2 separate regions of the Sus scrofa genome follow, and region 1 is linked to region 2. Evidence: chromatin contacts called from public HiChIP or PLAC-seq data. All regions are on one chromosome and are shown on one strand. Each heading gives the region's core, a stretch centred on a gene start, on an enhancer-like site or on the middle of the called end of the contact. The rest is flanking DNA. Distances are from core to core; before and after follow the strand shown.

Region 1 (4,415 bases), core at 991-3,490, 45 kb before region 2:
CTCACCTCTAGCTAATTCTAGAACATTTTCATCCTCCCAAAAGAACACCGTATAAGTAATCACTCTGCATTTCTACTCCAACCTCTGGCAACCAGGAATCCACTCTCTGTCTCTGTGCATCTGCCTGTTGTTGACATTTCCCATCCATAGAATTTCACACTATGTGTCCTTCCGTGTCTGCTTCTCTCACTGAGCATCATGGTCTTAAGGTTCATCCACATAGTAGTGAGTGTCAGTGCTTCCCTCTTTTCTCATGGCAGAATAATACCCCAGTCTGTGGATGCACCACAACTTATGTACCTATTTATCATATGCTGATGGACACCTGGGTTGTTTCCACCTTTCAGCTCCTGTGGATTATACTGCTATAAACATTCATGTACAAGCTTCTGTGGAGATCTGTTTTCATTTCTCTTGGGTAGATACCTAGAAGTGAAATTGCGTCATCAAACCCACCAAACTATTTTCCATAGCGACTGTCCCATTTCCCATTCAGAGTTGCCCATTTCTCTCCATCCTCATCAACACCTGCTATGGTCCATCTTTTGGCCTATGGCCATCCTAATGGGTATGAGAGTGTCTCACTGTGGTTTTGATCTGCATTTCCCTGATAGTGACCTGAGCATCTTTTCATGTGCTTGTTGGCCACGAGTATACCCTATTCGAAGAAATGCCTTTTTTTTTTTTTTTTTTTTTGGTCTTTTTAGGGCTGCACCTGCGGCATATGGAGGTTCCCAGGCTAGGGGTCCAGTCGCAGCTGTAGTCGCTGGCCTATGCCAGAGCCACAGCAACACAGGATCCAAGCCGACTGTGACCTACACCACAGCTCACGGCAACTCCAGATCCTTAATCCACTAAGTGACGACAGGGATTGAACCCAAGTCTTCATGGATGCTAGTCGGGTTCATTAACTGCTGAGCCACAATCGGAACTCTGAAATGTCTATTTTCATGCTTCATCGATTTTTTTTTTTTTGGGCCAAGACTATGACAGATGGAAGTTCCCAGGCCAGGAATTTAACCCATGCCACAGCAGCAACCCAAGACACAGCAGTGACAACACCAAGTTTTTAACCTGCTGAAGCACCAGGGAACTCCATCAAGCCCACTCTCTTAATTTTTTACATGTAATTGTTCTTCATTAAAAATATTATATTTACATTTTTTTTTGCCACAGTCATAGCATATGGAAGTTCCTGGGCCAGGGATTGAATTGGAGCCACAGCTGCGGTGACACCACATCCTTAACCAGATGAAGCACAGAGGGAACGCATACATTATTTTTACTTTTATAACTTTTTTTAGGGCCGCACCTGCGGCATATGGAAGTTTCCAAGCTAGGGGGTCCAATCGGAACCACACCTGCTGGCCTACACAACAGCCACCGCAATGCAGGACCCAAGTCCTGTCTGCGATCCATACCACAGGTCACAGCAACACCAGATCCTTAACCCACTGAGCACGGCCAGGTATCGAACCTGCATCTTCATGGATACTAGTCGGATTTGTTATCACTGAGCCACAATGGGAACTCCTAAGTTTTGTTTTAATTTGTAACGTGGTAAATGTGGATGATGATAATCCATTGACACAAAAGCTCCTTGGGGGTCCTCAGTTCTTTTGAAGAGTGAAAGGGGGTCCTGAAACCAAAAGATTTGGTCTGTGGGGAGGTGTGGTTGGTGACGTAGTCCCAGCTGGTCAGTAAGGGGGCAGGGATAGAGCAGGAATCAGCAGGACCAGACCTTCCCCAACCCCTCAGCTGCTGAGAAGCCTTAAGCCAAACCCAGCAACTCCAGGCCTCACATGGGCACTGGATGAACGGTCCCTGGTGTCACGTTGATATGTTCTGATGGCCAGGGTCACCAGAACAAAGCTATCTTGGGATTCACCACTCTGGACTTTAAGCCTATCTTGGCAGCAACACCCTTAGGAAAGGAAGTTCCCCGTGGTGCAGGGACCTGTGGGGCTGGCCGGCTGCTATGGCTGGAGACAGAGGTGGGGGGTGGGGGTGAGTTCCCTCTCTCAGCCACCAGAACCAGCCTTAATGTCAGGGTCAGGTGAGGGGACACACTGAGCCGGATATTTTTAGGAAGGGAAGATGTGTGGCCGGTTATCTGTCCCATGGGCAGTCTGGCTAGGAGCAAGGAGTGGGAGGAGGAAGGGAGGCGGGGAAGAGGCTTCAGAGTGACATCCACCCACACCCCCCTGCCCAGCTGGCCCGTGACTAATTTAGGCAAAAGACAGCGTGGAGCTATTTCCATCCGGTAGAACAGGTGCTGGTGCCCCCACCGGGAACCCTCCCCCTTGAAAACTGCACTCCCTATAGGCCTTGGGCCACCTCCCCCGGGGCGGCCTCCAGGCTGCCCAGGCCTATAAAGGTGCGGGGTTTTCTCAATGAAGCTGGGACTCGCGCCGGAGCCCAAGGGCATTGAGGGGTCGGACCTAGCCAGGTGCCTGGTAGTCAGGAGTCCGCCTGCCGAGCGCGGTCCCCGCCGCCCCTCCAAGCAGAGATGAAATACATCGTGGGCATCGGAGGGTGAGTGTCAGGGGCCGTGGCAGACCGCCTCGCGTGGGCAATGGTGGAGCATGCAGGATAGGGCGGGCAAGCCCCTGTATGGGCCAAGGAACAAATGGAGGGCTGCCTGGAGCCTCGGGTCACAGAGGCCCACTGCCCAAGGTTGGAGTGCGGTCTCTACCCTAGGTGGTTCAGTCTGGTGGTCTGAGTGGTCTGGGTGCCAGACCCAGCTTTAAATTTCCAAGTGGAAATCCCTTCCCCACCCCTACTAGACTGAGTGGGATTAGACTTTATAAAGCTCAGGCAGGCCCTCCTTAAGGCACTGGGCTGCTGTAGGGGTGGGGGTGGAGAGACACCAAACTCAGGGAGGCATGTGGTCAGGTAGAGGGGTCCCCAGAATGGCACTCCCTATGACTGTGTGACACCTGCCTTTGAAGCCACTTCTGCTGACCTCTGGCAGGAGCCTTGCCTTCCTGGGATTGAAACTCTCCATTTTATTACCAATAACCGAGCCTTTAGGATGACGCCCGGGAAGCACTGAGCACAGGCAGGGGTGGCCTGGGGCTCCCACCCCCTCAATTAATGCTCTATCACCCTCTTGAAATTCCTCATAAAGTGAGATAAGGGCCCCTATTTCTTCCTGTGCTGGGTCTGTGTGTTCCATAGCTGGCCCAACAAATTAATATCAGGATCACCGTTCTAACCTGCTCCCCCTAATGTATGGGGTCACCTTTCTTATCAGCCCTTTTAAACAGCTGAAGCTCCCCCACCTCCACACCCAGCTTTCCACCCGATTCCTAGAGCAGGGACAACCAGGTCAAAGGGACACTCATTTCCAGAAAGGCCTGACAGTTACCCTTCTCTGTCCTTCATCAGCCCGGTCCAGAGTCCTTAGGGTGACCATCTGCCCTCTTTTTCCTGGCATGGAAGGGTCCCTGGGATCTGGGACTTTTCAGCACTAAAATCAGAGCCACCCGAGGGCAAGCTGGAAGGAGCTGGTCATCCTATTTTGCCAATAGCTTTTTTCACTATCCTTTCCCTCTGTCCCTATCACAAATTATCCCCCCCCCCAATTTGCACTTGCTTTAACACTTTGATTTTTTGGTTGGTTGGCTGGTTTTTGGTTTTTGGTTTTTTTGGTTTTTTTTTTTTTTTTTTTTTTTTTTGCTTTTTAGGGCCACTCCCACAGCACACGGAAGTTTCCAGGCTAGGGATCAAATCAGAGCTGCAGCTGTCGGCCTATGCCACAACCACAGCAACAGCAACATGGGATCAGAGCTGCATCTGCAACCTGCACCACAGCTCACGACAATGCCAGGTCCTTAACCCACGGAGCAAGGCCAGGGGTCCAACCCGCATCCTCATGGATACTAGTTGGTTTCATTTCCACTGTGACACAGTAGGAACTCCCTTGACTTTTTTTCTTAAAGCCCTAGTGAGGCTAAGTCACGAGTGGGCCTCAGTTTTCTTATCTGTAAAAATGAGCTCTCAGCCCCACCTCTTGGGTTTGCAATAACGCTGAATAAGTTACTTCTACCTCCCCAGCTAAGACTGTGTTCACTTTTTTGTTTACTTTCATACTCTTGGCCTCTCTTCTGCTTCAGACCTGGGCCTGGCCTGAGTGGGCAGTGGGCAGAAGGGGGCTGGGCGGCCCAGGCTGGCTACTTAGAAAGCCTCCTCTGACAGTAGATAAATAGAAATACCTTCTTAGCTCTCTGGGTTTTAGATTTGAGTGTGACCCTGGGGACTTCCCAGACTTGGCTAGGCCCAAAGGAAGGACCAAATAGCCTCATGCTCTCTCTACAGCATGACCAACGGCGGCAAGACCACATTGACCAACAGCCTCCTCAAGTCGCTGCCCAACTGCTGCGTGATCCACCAGGATGACTTCTTCAAGGTGG
Region 2 (4,497 bases), core at 976-3,475:
CCTAGCTCTTAACCTGTTCCACATCAGCCCTGTAGTCACCTAGGTTTCTGCCCAAAGGGACTCAGGGCAGATGCTCTTAACTCCCAAGGAGAGGAACCAGGGGAAAAAAAAAAAAAAAAAAAAGAGGCAGACGCTGCAAAGTGTCTCCTCTCCCTGCATTACTCATCCCTACAAATGAACTTCAGACTTCCCACGCAAGCTCTGCAGCACCTTCCACTAGGAACACCCACCTCACCTCCCTGGTACCAGCGGCAAAGAACCAGAGTCCACAAGGTTCCTCCCAGGTTCAAGGCACCTGATTCCAAGGAGCAACTACACAATCAGGCAAAGCCTTGAAACACCAAAAACTACCTTTCATCCTTCCTTCCCCTCCATTCCCAGCTGATTATCAACAATGACGAAGAAGTTACCAAATGAAAATAACTGCCAGTTACAGTCGCTTTTCTTTCAGTTCTCACCCTGTTGCCATTCTGAAGCCAGAAAACTCACAAGGTGCTCCCTTGCACAGGGGAAAACTTTCAACAGTATATCCTTTCTTGGCTGCCAGCTGCATCCTCCTAGATGTCTCCAGACATTGAGAAGAGCCCCTTGCCCCCTTTGCTCTCCAAGGCCCATTAATATCACCCTCACTGTGCCTTTTTCACTGGACATAAAGATTCCCATCTCACTGGGTGAAACCTCATGTCTCTTCATAGTGCAAAAATGCAGCCCCAAGGTGTTCCACTCACCTCCCCAAAAGCCTTCAAGTAAGTGAAGGCTACTGTCTGTCCTTCATACCCACCAAGATAAGCACCTCCCCCGTCCCTCCCCATCCAGAGGACACCAGGAATTGCTCACGTTGATTTGATAGTGATGCAACGTTCCTGCTCATCCTTCCGGGTGTCAGTGAAGCGGGTCTCCCCAGCCCGGGCGGAGGCGATGATACCAGCCTTGCACACCAATGAGTCCGTCAGAGTGGACTTGCCATGGTCCACGTGGGCAATGACGGACATGTTTCGGATATTAGCCTTCTTGTCCATGATGGCCCGGATCTGGTCTACTGTGAAGTTCACCTACGGGTGGGGGGAGGAGAGTCTCAGAGGTGCCCAGCTCTCAGGGAATGGGTTTTGGCACTAAGGCTTTGATCAATAGACACTGCTAGGCTAAGGTCAAAGGGGGTTGGTCCTGGAGCCACCCCAACTCCCACTCAAATCCCCCTCTTTGTTGACATTCTTTTAAAAATGCTTCTCACCACGTTCCCTGGTCCTCACAACTCAAGAATGACAGTCCAGAATGAAAACTGAGAAGTCCCAAAGTGCGACATCTTTCCTTTAAACTGAGTAAATACCGGGGTATCACGGAGACCATTTAAAGAATACTGGAGAGCTGAAGCTCCCCAAGTCACACTGTGTTGCCACTGTGTGTACCTCCAGGCTTCCCCCAACCAAAGAGCCTCTTAAACAACCAAGGTCACCCCTCGCTGCGGGGGTCAGGCAGAGCCACCCACGCCACCCTGGATTCCTTGAATGACACCCGCGGTCAGGTGGGGGGACCTGCGCAGTGCTAACCGGCGCGAGCCTCCACCGCGTGGCCCCGGAATCAGGTGTTCACAATTGGGAAATACAGTAAAGACAAGGGATCATGCCAAGGTTACAGAGCGTAAGATGGGGCGCTACCAAGGGTCTTACTCTCCTTTCCTTTTGCCATTTCCTTGCCGCCCACGACTTCCGACAGAAAATCGAACTCAAACTCCTGGCCCGCGGGTTACATAAGGCGGCTCCCCTCTCCCTGCTCGCACAGCGGCGCCCGCCATTACAGCGTCTGCCACATCATCATACCCCACCGCCCCGCCTCCGCCCCAGCCTCGGCAGGACCGGGGACCCCGCGGGGCGGCGGCGCCCCCGGAAGCGAAGTTCGGTGAGAAGTGCAGCGCGTAGACATGGCGGCAACCGCTTTCTCAGCCCCAGGCCCTCCAGCCCCGCAGCCGCCATGTCTACTCCCGGTCCCGGAGGCCACAGCACTCCAGGCTTGGCAGCGCCGGTCCTGCAGAGGCCCCGCCGCTGCTCCAGGCCGCCCTCTGGACAGCACTGCTCACCATGGTGACGGATGGCGGTGGATTCTACCGGGCAGATCCGAGTAAGGTTAGTCGCGCCGAGGATGGCGGCGACGACGGCGGAAGAGAACGCTGACGTCAACACCCGAGCTTTTATAGGCCGACGCCGGTTGGGCGGGTCATCTGATCGCGCTTCGGGGGCGGGGTGAAGCATCGCTGCGCGCAGGCGCACTGACGCCCTCCCCCCGGGTAACCCCTTAGGCGTCTGCAAGGCTGCTGGAAAGTAGGGGGTCTACATTCAGCACTTAAGATTTTCCCTGGGGCGTGTTTGGCCCCGAGGTGGGTGCACGCCTCAGGTATGCAATACTCCGGTGCAGAAAGGGAAGAGCTCAGCCTTAGCTGAGAATATTACTCCAATCCTAGCACGATATCAATTTGTAAAATGCCAAACATTTGTATTAAAACACATTACAATATGAACAGGGTCTGTGGAATGTGCCAAGGTTAATTTCCTGGATTTGATAGTGTGATGTAAATTGACAGTAATGGGGGAAGCTGGGGGAAAGGGTACTAGGGACCTCTCTGTACTATTTTTGCAACTACGTCTATAATTATTTCATTAAAATAAGATTTTTAAAAAGCAGGTAATTTTTTAAGCACTCATTTATTCCAAAGAGACGGGTTGAGCGTCTCCTATAACAGGCATGGCTGTAGGTGTTGCGGATATAACAGTGAACAAAATACCTACTGTCCCACCGCTGTAAGTGTTCTTACAGTAGATACTCGGATTTTCTGTTCGGTTTTCTTGTCTGTAAAATGGGAGTAATCTGTACTGCCTCACCGGGGAACAGTAAAACTACCGCCATACCTGACACAGTTCTCAATACACGTCAGCTCTTTTTAATTAACTATCATTACTATCAATGAGCACTTATTTCAGGAACTGGTTTGCTGTGTCGCGGGCACAGGGGCTGAACGCTTCTTCACATGCATAATCCCATTTTCTATTTCATTTTCCTTCCAGGGGGAGGCGCAGGAAGACTACTTTGCATTTGTGTCCTAATATGACCCTAAGAAACAATTGTATTTCAGATCTCTGACTGGATGGAATGAGCTGGCTTTCAATTCAGTATCTTTATCCTTGATAAAGAGCCCAACTCAATGCCTGGTACACAGTAGGCGCTCATAAGTATTTCTTGCACCAATTAGTGATATTAGCACAAATTAACCCACTTCTTTCCTTAAACTCATTCTGCCAAAAGAAGGGGGACTGAAGTGCTTTCCCTATGCTAGGAGAAGGGATGATGTACACATGTAAAAAGCCTTGCAAGCTCAGGTCTGGACTTAAGCCCCTCTCGGCGTTCCCGCTGTGGCGCAGTGCGGCCTCGTTAAGAATCCACCGTCAGGGCAGGTGTGGTTTAGGTCCGGAGCTCTGGCTGGGATTTGATTCCTGGTCCAGGAAGTTCCATATCCTCTGGGTGCGGCCATTACAAAAAAAGAAAAAAAAAAAATAAAGCCCCTCTCCCCACCAAGACTATGCGCATTTCGCTTTGTAAAGCACGTCACACACAGCCTTAATTTCATTTAATCAAAGATTGCCAGCACCGTTCCGTGTTTAACCCAGGGGGAAACAAAGGCAGGAAGAAGCTGCTCATTAGCTATCTACTGTCTGATGGAGGCTCAGAAAGGCAGGGTGGCAGGCAGCAGATGTCACCCCTTAAGCTCAATCCGGGATCTCTAAACACCTGCGCCTAGGTTCGGGACCCTTTCCAGGTTAATTTTACAGGGCAAGCGCATGCGCCATTCGGGGGGCGCGTTTTCTGGAGATGGGTATCGTTTCCCACTCTAAGTAAAAATTTTATCTTAAATTTTAAAAATGTTTACGAGTACTCATCACCCCACTGTTGCGGCGTTCCGTAGGAGGCACTTCCCGGGCACTTCCTTGGAAATTGTAGCATTTAAGAGATGAAAAGCAAAGGTTTTCATTAAGAGGGTTGAATTCGATCTCAAGTGAATAGATTGCGTATTGAGAGAATTTAGCTGGGTGTTAAAGAAGCCGGGGAGAGTTTAAGGGAAATGAGTAGATTTTAGATATATCTCCGTCCCACTGTAACCCCCCCACCCATGCAGAGGTGTTCTACCCCACAGCAGCAGGGGTGGGGCTAGACGGTTAGGGGACCACTCCCCACTCCAGACCCAGAAGCCTGAGGGAGGAGCAGAGCTTTAGCGGAGAGCAAAAGTAGCTACAGCTGGGCTTAGGGTCTGCAGTAATAAAAGAAGGCGAGAGTAAAGGGCGGGGAAGTATCACAAGGGAAAAAAAAGTAACCTCTGCAAGGTGGCTCCGCTGCGCATGCGCCCACTGCGGCGCGGGGAGAGCACCGAAGCAGCGGCAGCGACCCCTGCTGACCAAAGACCGCCATTGCACGCTCCCTGCCTCTGCCTTTTGATGTGATCGCTTATTGGAT

What was found. HiChIP or PLAC-seq counts read pairs in DNA pulled down with a chosen protein or histone mark.
Region 1: an H3K27ac HiChIP or PLAC-seq map of skeletal muscle shows a contact between it and region 2. The contact joins the promoter of NMRK2 here to the promoter of EEF2 in region 2. A contact is called at or near these places in 2 of 47 Hi-C or Micro-C datasets (heart right ventricle and skeletal muscle) and 1 of 2 datasets of contacts at active chromatin or transcription factors (skeletal muscle).

The regions. Positions count from the first base shown.
Region 1 is chr2:74,789,142-74,793,556 of Sscrofa11.1, reverse strand. NMRK2 (nicotinamide riboside kinase 2) reads left to right here and starts at 2,240. Exons shown (of 7, transcript XM_005661342.3): 1 at 2,240-2,535; 2 at 4,321-4,411. The coding sequence starts at 2,510.
Region 2 is chr2:74,744,269-74,748,765 of Sscrofa11.1, reverse strand. EEF2 (elongation factor 2) reads right to left here and starts at 2,225. Exons shown (of 15, transcript XM_003354002.5): 1 at 2,075-2,225; 2 at 838-1,052. The coding sequence starts at 2,077.